Regions from separate parts of the Mus musculus genome. Here all the other regions are linked to region 1. The links are chromatin contacts, called in public Hi-C and promoter capture Hi-C maps. All regions are on one chromosome and are shown on one strand. The core of a region is the stretch at or near the end of the contact, and the rest is flanking DNA. Distances in the headings are between cores, read along the strand shown. Region 1 holds the start of Rnft2 (ring finger protein, transmembrane 2). Region 2 holds the start of Taok3 (TAO kinase 3). Region 3 overlaps Rbm19 (RNA binding motif protein 19). Region 4 has its middle 42 kb from the start of Tbx3os2.

What was found. Promoter capture Hi-C pulls out the DNA fragments that hold promoters and counts their contacts. A called contact is a pair of places that touch in the nucleus more often than the background predicts.
Region 2: a contact with region 1 is called in a Hi-C map of regulatory T cells, with 8 times the contacts expected there. The contact joins the promoter of Taok3 here to the promoter of Rnft2 in region 1. A contact is called at or near these places in 1 of 39 promoter capture datasets (pre-B cells), 4 of 484 Hi-C or Micro-C datasets (B cells, CD4 T cells, CD8 T cells and 1 more) and 1 of 115 datasets of contacts at active chromatin or transcription factors (regulatory T cells).
Region 3: a promoter capture Hi-C map of pre-B cells shows a contact between it and region 1, with 8 times the contacts expected there. The contact joins the enhancer-like site here to the promoter of Rnft2 in region 1. A contact is called at or near these places in 7 of 39 promoter capture datasets (the 3T3-L1 cell line, frontonasal cranial neural crest, hippocampal neurons and 3 more) and 3 of 115 datasets of contacts at active chromatin or transcription factors (the 230-238 cell line, large pre-B cells and pro-B cells).
Region 4: a promoter capture Hi-C map of the HPC-7 cell line shows a contact between it and region 1, with 6 times the contacts expected there. The contact joins the enhancer-like site here to the promoter of Rnft2 in region 1. A contact is called at or near these places in 6 of 39 promoter capture datasets (the C10 cell line, the HPC-7 cell line, cranial neural crest and 3 more) and 3 of 115 datasets of contacts at active chromatin or transcription factors (embryonic stem cells, forebrain and stem cell-derived neural progenitor cells).

The regions. Positions count from the first base shown.
Region 1 is chr5:118,243,718-118,246,417 of GRCm38.p6, reverse strand. It overlaps Rnft2 (ring finger protein, transmembrane 2), which reads left to right and starts at 1,393. Exons shown (of 11, transcript NM_001109902.1): 1 at 1,393-1,446. Spring1 (SREBF pathway regulator in golgi 1) reads right to left here and starts at 1,191. Exons shown (of 5, transcript NM_001081236.1): 1 at 960-1,191. The coding sequence starts at 1,070.
Region 2 is chr5:117,118,803-117,121,502 of GRCm38.p6, reverse strand. It overlaps Taok3 (TAO kinase 3), which reads right to left and starts at 1,374. Exons shown (of 21, transcript NM_001199685.1): 1 at 1,164-1,374.
Region 3 is chr5:120,155,859-120,158,558 of GRCm38.p6, reverse strand. All of the region lies in intron 21 of Rbm19 (RNA binding motif protein 19), which reads right to left. Among named protein-coding and RNA genes, the nearest start is that of Gm10390, 18 kb to the right of the region's middle. Within about 2 kb of position 1,403, at least 33 of the 459 cell types and tissues checked have an H3K27ac peak or open chromatin away from gene starts, as enhancers often do.
Region 4 is chr5:119,731,860-119,734,559 of GRCm38.p6, reverse strand. No RefSeq gene overlaps it. Among named protein-coding and RNA genes, the nearest start is that of Tbx3os2, 42 kb to the right of the region's middle. Within about 2 kb of position 1,354, at least 6 of the 459 cell types and tissues checked have an H3K27ac peak or open chromatin away from gene starts, as enhancers often do. A contact at or near this core is called in the HPC-7 cell line, where this site is marked.

The DNA.
Region 1 (2,700 bases), core at 144-2,643:
AGGTGACCTACAAAATGCAACTCAGTCAAGTGTGGTTTCTAGGCAAATGCTGGGAACTGGTTCCTACTACAGTGGGATGCCAGGTCTCTAGGAACTCTCTACCAGGACAAAAACGGGAAAGGGAGGTTGAGAAATTAAAAATAAAAAAATAAAAAATAAAAATCTACCCAACCAAGTTGTGCCCCAAAAGGGAGCCTGTTGGGTCACCCAGGTGAACAGGCACAGAGAGCCCTTGGCCACTTCCTGGTCTAGCCATCTCTACCTCCTGCCCATCAAGAAGCCTGGGGCTGTGCGGAGCAGGGAACGCGACAGAGGAGGGTGCACAGGTCTGAGGACCCCATTCTGCCTGGCCTACCAGCCAGATCCCGCACGGAAGAGGGGCGGTACAAAGACCTGCAGTGGGACGCCTCCCTTAGCGGCCTTCGATTCACAGGAGGACAGGAGGAGGATCACACAATCGGAGGGAGGAGGACTAGAGGGTTGAGGACTAGAGAGCTGAAGGGAGGACCAATGGATGATCCAGGGACTGAAAGGAAGAGGCTCAGAGGCTCAGAGGGAGGACTGAATGGCTGCATATCAGGAGGACTACAAGGTGGAGGACAGGAGAGAGGAGCATCAGAGGACAGAGGATCAAGGGAGGGAGGAACTGTGAGGATCGAGGAGGAGGGGTTGGAAAAGAACAGAGGGTGAGAGGTAAGAAGTTGGAGGGCAGAGGAGAACAGAGGATGGGGAGGCAGAGAATTCGAGGGAGGAGGAGGAGTGGAGGACGGAGGGAGCTAGGGAGGGGAAAGGAGAAGGGCAGAGGACAACGCAACGGAGGGAGAAGGGCTGAAGGAGGATTTTAGATCAGAGGGAGGAGTGCTCAGGAGGAGGATTAGAAGAACGATGGGGAGAAGGACATAGTATTTGAGGGAGGAAGCAGGATCGGAAGGACGGAGGTCCTGAGAGAAGTCGCTTACCTGCTTGAAGGTGCTGCTGAGGAAGTAAACTAGCGAGAGGCCGAAAACCAGGGCGAGCACCCAGCGCTTGCGCAGGAGCCGGCGCCACAGCAGCGCCGCCAGGTTCAGCATCCCGGTAGGGCGCAGGCGCAGAGACGACCCCACGGCATGACCCCTGCAATCCGCTTCCAGCACTGCTTTACCTTCCCGCAGCCAACGCGCCGGCCACGTGATCCGCCGCACGCCCCGCCCCACCTAGTGACGCCAACGCCAGGCCCCTCCATGCCTCCTCGCCATTGGTTCTGCCGGAGCCTCGGCTCTCCATTGGCTGAATGTGACGGCAGGGGCGGACCTTCTCGGACTAGAGGCAGGCCTCCCTGTGCGAGGGTCCTAGCGCCGATCGCGTTCTCGGTGGCACTGCCGGCCGGAAGTCACGTGGCGCCCTGGCCACGCCAGGGATTGGCTAGGCTGGATTAGCAGAGGCCGTGATTGCTGCAGTGTCTGGCAGGTAAATGAAGGCTATGCTCGGCCGCTGCTACCCTGTGACCCCGCGAGCCTGGCGGCAAAGGCGCTTCGCCGTCCGGTCTGGGGACGCCGCTCGCGCCCAAGCGTCCTGTAGGGGACCGTGCAGCCTCCTAGGGAGGACCAGGGTGTGTGGGACGGAGATGGTCCATTCATTCATTCTGTAGCATCCTGTGGGCTCCAGGAGTCAATACGAGCCTACTTGTACCGCCCGTTTGCCACAGAATCGTGGGCATTTAATTTATGACGTTTTCTCAAAGCTTGTAGGTGGAAACTTGGGGATACCGTGTTTTAGTTTCCCCGAGGATAAGGAGTAGTGGGGCCACCCGGAGTATCAAGCCAGATTGCAAATTCTTGAGACATGTTACCTGATGGATGACAGTTTCTTTCTTTATAAAACGGCCTGGTTGAGAGTGTAGCTAGGTGATAGAGGGCTTGCCTGAATATGACGATGATACCAAGGAGTCTTTTCCTAGCTAATTTAATCTTGCAGAAAAGGCAGGCACCTTAGCCTGTGGCTTCCTAGCTAGCTGCAGCCGAGAAGGCTGTGCAGAATTAATTAATTCCGCACCCATTTGTGTTGGCCTGGGCTAAGAGATGGATCTTTCTCTGTAGGGAAAATATGCCGGGAAACTGAGCCTGTTCATGGAAGCATATTCTTTATTTCTTTAAAGATTTTATTTATGTATGTATTTATTTTTTAATTATATGTTAGAGTGGGTTTGCCCATGGGAGTGCAGGTGCCCTCCGAGGTCAGTAGAGGGAGTCAGATCACTTACAGCTGGAGGTACAGGTAGTTGTGAGCCACCCTTGTGGGTGCTGGGAACTGGACTTAGATCTTCTGCAGGAGCAGTAGCCATATGGAGTCTCTCTCCAAGCCTTGCCCTTCTTTCTTGGCTTTCTATTGGTGCGGGAGGTAGGACGAGGTGTGTGCGGATCTGTCGCTGGGGAAAATCAAGGTGATCTAATCTCTACAGAGACGTTGGCCTTCCATCTCTGCAACTCCAAGGTGGACGGGCAGCCCAGACACAGGACCTCTCAAGGGTCATAGTAAACAAACCCACATGTCAATGACTGGTAAGTGCTGTGGGGAGGTAGCCTGTAACCCTCAGCTGGAAAACCATGCCAGGGAAGGAACAGCAGGTACAAAGGCCCGGAGGCAGGAACTCTTAACTTTAAAGTGTCCAGAGGTACCTGGAGTTCTTATGGCCAGAGATAAGTCACAGAATCAAGGTTGTAA
Region 2 (2,700 bases), core at 125-2,624, 1.1 Mb after region 1:
AGCAAACCCCTCTAGTTTTGCCCCAGATGTGTCATCAAGGAACCTCGAGGTCGAACTTTAGGGAAGAGTTGGGAAGCCAGCCTGCTGTTTAGAAGAAAGAGGTGAGACGCTGGTCTAATCTCTACAAATCGTCTAGCTAGCCCTTGGCCAGCCCTTAGGATCTATGTCTTTCACTCCCGGGCCCATCACATGATCCCCCTTCCAGCATCCCGGAACTCAACCCTCAGGGGGAGACCTCGGGTTCTTTGCAGTGGAGCAGCATCGGTGTCGTCCAGGTGTCAGCATTGCTGCTGTGCCCACTCAATGCCACCCGGGCTCAGGCTGCCGGTGTTTTTCCCTAGGTGCCTGGCTGTGAGGCCAGAAAAACCATGTTCACGCTGCGCAAGCTCTTCTCTGGTACTTCACTCACCGGCTCTCCTTGGACTCTCAGTGCTGTCTGTCCCTACTCTGGGTCCCTCAGCCCACACCCTTTTGGGGACCCCTCCCTTCACTCGGCTGCCCTAAGCCTTCCTGAGGTCCTCTTTACACTCATCGCAAGAGCATAGTTTCAGAACTACTGCCCTCGCCTCCCCAAAAGTCTCCTTTGCTTATTTTCCTGTCTCGGTCTCTCTAGGGTCCCCTTCTTTCATCCCGCTGCCTGAGTTCTCTCAAGTCAACCTGCTCAGTCTGCAGTCCCAATCCCTCTGAGTGTCCCTCCCTGGGTCCCGTCTGCTTTTCCCACCGGCCCATCAGGGGCGGATCTCCTCGCTCACTCACTCCGTCGTCGCAAGTCCCTCCGGGGTTCTTTCGCTTATCCCACGGCCAGAGTCCCTCTTCAAGTCGCCTCGTTAATCCCATTGCCCTGTCCTGTCTTGGGGTCCCCTTGCTCTCCCGCGGTATTTCTCGGTCCCCTCCTCATCCTGATGTCCCCATCTCTCTCCGGGTCCCCTCGCTCACACGCAGTCCCTCTCAGAGTTCACTCCTCACCCCTGTCCCCATCCTGGTCCTCTCACTCTTCGCGATCCCTCTCGGGGTCCGCTCCTCACTCTCCGTCCCGGTCCTTCCCAGTCCCCCCCCCCCCTCTCCCCGGCGCACTGGCAGAACCGCTAACAACTCCGCTCCCGGGATGCTCGCGGCCGCTGCGCCGAGGACTCGGGATGTCACTCGGGTGCCCGCGCTCTCACCTCAGCGCTGTCACCCGCGGCCCCGGCGCCGCCGCCTCCTCTCACTCGTGCCCAGAGTCGCTCTCGTGCTGGGTCTTCGCGTGCTGGGTCCCCACGCGCAGCCTCCGCCCGCGAGTCCCCGTCGCGCCCCACTCTCCACGCAGGACCCTAGCTGCCGCCGCTGCTGCTGTCCGAGGTGCGGCTCCGCCAGGGGTGACCAATCGCACCCGACTGCGCAGAGCGCGCCCCGCCCCCACTCGACCCCGCCCTCGACTCCGCCCACAGCCATGCTTTGATAGGTTCTCTACTGACCTTCCCTGATCGCCGCTCTCGGGGTCCAGGCCGTATATAGGCGCTCGATTGACCTTGCCTGGGAAGTCCGAGCGGTCGATGGATCCAGGGGATTGGCGGAGCTGGTGGTGGGCGGGTCCAGGTGGGCGGGGCTTTCCCAAACGCGGAAGCTCTCTTAACTTGGGTTAGCTATGGCCCCTTCGGGCGCGGTCAGCTCTGTTTGTGCTGCGCCAGGGTCAAAGTTCTTGGCTCTCTTTCCCCACGCCTTGTCTTGTCTTGTCGGACCACCGTGGATAAGATCGTGGGGCCAGTCGGATCTTTCTCTGGACCTTTCACAGCTCCTGGCCATCCTTAAGGGATGCTTTCCTCCTGGGGCTTGTAAATTATTTTCCAGCTCTCAGGAAGGGGAATGCGTTTTCTTGCTTTGCGTTCAGTGACCCTACGTTTACTGCTGGAGAGAGGGGGAAAAAATCTGTGGACCCAGCTAAATGCTTACTTACCAGGGTCTGGGCACATTTTAAAATGAGTGCGATGTGAATACCAGTACTCTGTAGGCAGAAGCTGGAAGATCGCCTCAAGTTTGAACCCAGCCTGGGGTATCTAGCTAGATCTTTTCTCAGAAGCTAAGAAAGAAAGAAAGGAAGAAAGAAGAAAGAAAGAAAGAAAGAAAGAAAGAAAGAAAGAAAGAAAGGAAGGAAAAAGAGGAAAGAAAGAAAGAAAGAAAGAAAGGAAGGACGAAAAGAAAAGAGAGGAAAGAAAGAAAGAAAAGTGAAAAAAGAAATACACATTTTGTGAGTTTTGATTACCACAGTTAATGGAGGAGTTGGGGTAGGGGGACCCCGTTGGCTTTGGCAAAATTCCAGCAAGCGTATCTAACTAAATCTTTCAGGGCCACGGGCTTTAATGAACCAAAGGCGGAAGGTTGATTGAGCTTTGACCCCCCAAGTGCAACCTGCAATAACCTGCCTGGCTCCATCCTAAGCCACGCGGAAACATAGTGCCTGCCAGAGGTTAAAGTGCACCAGGACCTGTCTCATGTTTTTTGTGTGGAAATAGCTGTGTTGTTTTCAGTTGATGGTGGAAGCTCAAAGCAGTTTTTCTGCAGGGACACATTTTCACCCTAAGCCTTATCAGACGTGGACACTCAACTCCTGGTCAACGCTCTACTACAAAAAAATATTTAGTTTCTATTTATCTGAGATTGGGTCTCACCTAGGATGGCTTACTGGCCTAGAACTCTCAGTGTGGACAGGTTGGCCTTGGGCTC
Region 3 (2,700 bases), core at 154-2,653, 1.9 Mb before region 1:
GCAAATCCAGCCCTAAGTGCAAGGATGAGTGATCCTGGCACTGGGTGGCGAGGAGGTCATGGCTGGGTGTCAGTGACATGGGCAGAGAGGGTCTGAATTTGCACAGGATGCTCAAGGACAGTGGTCCTCTGGTAGGACAACACAGAACTCAGAGAAGGCTCTCATGTCCCCACTGTTCACCGAGATTAAGGGTGGCCAGAGACAGACATAGAAGGCCTGTTGTCTGTCTCTACACAGCCACAGGAAGAGCCGTTTTTACACTGGGGAATGGTTGGCGGGGGGTGGGGCGTGGGGTGGGGGACCTCTCACAAGAACACTGTGTGCCATAGGAAAAAGGTTCGACTTGCCCTGCCTTTACAACAGTGGAAGCTCACGGCAACAGCCGCACCCCATTCCTCCTGACCCCCAATGCTTTCGAGCTGTAACTACTGTCACCACCACCTTCACAGAAAAAGCCAGCCAGTCTCTGCTCTGGACAAACCCTGTTACCCTTGCTGTGCCTGGGAGTTACCAAGGGATTGGAAGTCAGCTCTCTGGTGCTCAAACCGTGGGACATGATATGAACGTCCACGTGGTATACAGAGGAAGGCGGGGAGCTGGGGATGGAGGAAGGATGGAAAGGAGTGGAGGGAACATGGGCAGGGAGTGACTTTACGGGAGAACTTTGTTGCTATCTGTACAAAGTCTGTAGAATTTACAGACTTTAAGATGACACTGTGTGGCCCATCTGTTTAATAACGGAACACCATCTCCAAGAAGCAACATCAAAGAGTATTTGATTCTGCTTTGCCACATTTTATAGTTTTCGGCTCAAATATAGTTTGGTTTTTCAATCCTGACTTTGTGTTTTAGGGATGCTCAGGGTGGACCTGGGGCCTCACAGGAACCACTGTGAACCACACTGCAGCTTTTTACACACTGAGACGGTGTCTCCCTAGGCTTTGCAGGCAGGTCTTGAACTTGGGATCCTTCTGCCTCAGCCTCTGAAGTAGCTGGGATAATTTCAAGTAGCTGGCCTGTGCTATTAGGACTTGTTTCTTATTTCTGCTTGAGATAAGATCTCGTGGCTGTTGCCTGGCTTTAGGTCACATCTCCACGGTTGCTGGGTCTAAGGTACAGGGCCTTAAGCAGGCTTATCCCTGTTGCCTTGGATATAGGCTCCTAGGCACAATGGTGTCCTTCCCCTTACTGTATCTTTACCAAGCTCCTTTCCATTCTCTCCTCTTCCTTCTCCTCCTCCCCCACTCCCTCCCTCCCACCCTGCCAGCTGGCTCTATTTTTTACTACAGGCTTGTGGTTTCACTTTGTGCTCTTGTCTTCTCCTCTATAAGTCAAGGCTAGCTCAGGACTAGCTATAGCTATAGAAAGTAACTGGTAACTGATAGACGGAGGTTCCAGTGGGTGGCATTGGCCCCCAGAGGGCCTGAGGGCACCTGTGGGGATGGTCTGGGCTGCCACAATGACTATCAACACTCCTGGCAAGGCTTGGGTGGCCACCCACTCATGCAGAATACACCCTGGGCACATGACAAGTCTCTCCACCCCAAGCCCACCTCTATTAATCCACTGCTGCCCCCCCCCCCCCCAAAGAACACCACCGGCCTCCGACCTCATGTGTCCCATGCTCTGGAGGATGTGCGGCACAGTGGTGTCTACACAGAGTAGGTACCTTCGGAATCATGACAACACTGGCAGTTCCGGACACTGCTAAATGTCACATCCTGAGATCATAGCTCTGAGCTCTATGGTATCCGCAGTCCAGGAAAAGCCAGCACCAGGCCTAGCTGCAGAAGGTGAAACCCGGAGGAAGTGACGCTTAGGGCCCCATGGGGGGAGTCTGAGCAGGGCTGGGATTTGGGAAGGAAGAGGACAACACATGGTCCTATCATCTGGCTCGCTGAGATTACATTCTTTTGCGGTGCTCTGCCTGGAGCACGGCCCCCACGGGTCCTCAATGCAAGGCAGAGCGCGCCTGCCTCTCCAGCACCACACATCTGCCTTCTGGTACTGCTGGCTTTTTTTCCCCCAAGCCTATAAACAAAACAAACCCAACGACCAAACAAACAGGGAATTTTCAACTGCTTGGGTAGAAGGGCAGCGAATTTGAGGCGTTATTTATCCCCTGCCTGGGTCCACGGAGCTTGGGAAGAAACATGCTCCGTGCAATTCCCTACCACGAAGGGAGAGAGAAGCCTTTGAGAGATGCCAAAGCGCACACATTCCACCGAGCTTCAATTAAGCAGCGAGGGGAGATGAGGAGGCTGTCTGGTGGACTGGCAGGCCTCCCTCTCCATGGTCACCTCCTTCCCAAGCTGTCTGGTGGACCAGTGGGGTCTCTCTCACCACAGGCACCTCCTTTCTAGGCTCCCTGACTCCCAGATGTCGGGCTTCTGGTCAGCCCCAGTTTGACCGGCTTACAGCCCTGGCAGCTGGAAGCCAGGAGTGGAAATCTCGCTAACTCAATCAATGAGCTCTGACAAGCCTAAATGGTTGTTTGGAAGGGGCCTCGCTCATCCACCTCCCTTGTTGCCCCAAACCTCAAATACAATAAATTAAATAAAACATGAGATACAATCGGGGCCTTTTTGGCCGCTGTTTCTAGTGGGAGTCAGAAACATGTTAATGAAGCCTGTGTTTTCCCTCCTCCTCTTGGATGTTTGCTCTCCCTCCTCCCCTGCCTCTCCTGGTGGGTGGGTGGAG
Region 4 (2,700 bases), core at 105-2,604, 1.5 Mb before region 1:
TGTCCTCCCAAAGGTCTTGCCTCAGCAAAACATCACACGAATCTGTATCCCATGACACAACCAGAAACTTCCACTTCACAGAGGAGCACTGTTTACTGGCTTGCTCTCTGGTCCACACTCAGCCTGCTTTCTTATATCCACTCAGGCTTGGTCCCACCCACAGTGGGCTGGGCTCCGACATCAGTCATCAATTAAGGCAGTTCCTAACAGATAGACCCACAGGCTAGTCTGATGGAGGCAATTCCTCAGCTGAGGTTCCCTTTGTTGTATCAAGTTGATGATAAAAATTAGCACAGCACGAGTTGGTATCACCAGACTGGGCAGTGGTGGTGCACACTATAACCCCAGCACTTGGGAGGCAGAGGCAGGCCCGTCTCTATGAGTTTGAGGCCAGCCTGGTCTACAGAGCTAGTCAGCCGCAGGATAATTGGGGCTACACAGAGAAGCCCAGTCTCAAAACACAAAACACAACAAAGCAAGTTGGTTTCGCCTTTTGGCTGGGGAGGATGGATCGAATTGAGAAGAAAATGAGAAGCTGTTGAGTTCTGGCTGGCCCCACTCTCCGGCTCTCCAGCCAGCGGTACTTGATCCAAGTCCCCCACATACTCCAGCTGTCTTAGGATGTGATCCTGCCTGCCACTTTCTGTGCTGTTACAGACTGAGATCTCCAGAAACTGTAAGCCAAAACAACCCTCTACCCCTGGTTATCTTGTAAGATATTTGACTCCACCATAATTTCATGGCTATATTGACCCTACCTGTCTCTAACCAGAGTGTTATTAGGTGGCTTGGGGCTACCTCATTATCCCACGCCCATGTAAAGATGTTATAACAGAGAGGTGATGTCACTCTGCAGTGGTGAACGTCAGGGTGTGTTTCTGCAATTGAATACCACACAGTCGGGGTCAGCTGAGTGGACACCCCTCCCCTGTGCACAAGAGCATAACATGAATGTGCATGTGTGTGTTATATTTATTTATTATTGTGTGAGTGTGTGTCCCTGCATCCCCACCCCCACATAGAGGTCAAAGGACAATTTTCAAGAATTTGTTCTCTCTACCTACTGAGCCGCTCACTGGCTCCACGTGTGTGTAATTCCAGGGGAGGGTGGGTAAGACAGGATTTCTCTGTGTAGCCCTGACTGTCTGGAACTCCAGGCTAGCCTTGAACCCAGAGATCTTCCTACGATTGAAAGCAAGTGCCACCACTGCCCAGCTCACGTGTGTATCTTTTAAAAGTCAGCTCTCATGCTAGCTGAGGCCTCGGTAAAATGACGTATGGATTTGACACTCAGCAACTCCGCTAACACCCTGTGTTCCTCTTTTTCATCCCTGTAGAAGGAATTTAATTTTCTCAAGCATGTCCCTTTTTGCCACCAGGAAACCACAAGGTGACAGAACCTTGGCAGATCAGCAGGAAGTCTCCCATAGCTGTGACTGGGTTCAGCCTGATACCACAAAGGGCAGGGAAGTTCTGAAAGCCAGGTACAGCAGGCATCTAATGCTGGCCCCGTGCCAGAGCTCCTTGTCAGGGCTCAGGGCCCTGTGGCTGACTCCCGTCTGCTCCTGTCCTCCTTCCAGCTTTACAGAGCTATTTATCATCACCCCTGTCACTAACAGCCTCTCCCTGTTCCCAGCATTTTTTACCTAGTTGTCTATTCTAAATACACCCACTTTGCCCCCACCTGAATCAATGATTCCGTAATTACATAATCCATGGCTGCCGGAGGAATTCTGGGTTCTCTGTCACTGTTATCTGAAAACCTCAGAAACGCTGCTGTTCCGTGATGGCTTTCTTGGGTTAGGAGGTAGCAGTCCCAGCCTGTAAGCCCCTAAGTTCCTGCTGGGATATGGGAAGCAGAGACAGGAGAGACCCTAGAAGATTCTGGGCTAGCTAGTGTGGCATTCACAGAAGGCAAGAGCAAATGGTTCTGTTCCAGACAAGGTGGAAGCTGAGGGCAGACAGTTGTCCTCTGATCTCCACATGGTCACCATGGCAGAAATGCATCCTTCCTCTCTCCCTCTCCCTCTCCTCCTCCCCCTCCCCCCCTCTCCCTCTCTGTCCCTTTCCATCTCTCTGCCTTTGTGTCTGTCTCTCTCTTTCTCGAATGCATGCACACACACATAGTGGGTGTGGCTCATTGAGTAGGGCATTTGCCTAGCACACAGAGCATAGAGACAAAGCATCCTATTTGGACATGAAGGAACCTGTGATCCCAGCACTCAGGAGGTGGAAGAGGCTCGGAGTTTAAGGTCACCTTTGACTACATAAATTCAAGGCTAGCCTGGGCTACTTGAGACCCTGTATGATGCAGGGGACATCTTGGCTCCCAGCAACTGGAACTAGAAGTAATTTTAAAGGGAAGCCCTCCCTCTTTAAAAAAAAAAGGGTTCCTCTAGAAAGGCAGGTATCTACACACTAACAAATGCTGTATGCAAATTGCTACCTCTGTAGGTTAAAAAATATCTAAACACCAACAATCTCAAATGGCTCGTCCTAAATGAATTTTTTTTACAAGTTTGGAAAAACAGAAGAGTTGAGAAATGAGATGCTGTGTCTCTTGATAGCTGGGGGAAGACATTTTGCTGTGAGTATTCTGCTCAGTGTCTGCAGTCTAGCTACTCCCCTGCTACCTACCTCTCCCCAAAGTTACTCCACAACTGCACTGGGAAGCTACAGAAAATCCACCATTCAAACCCC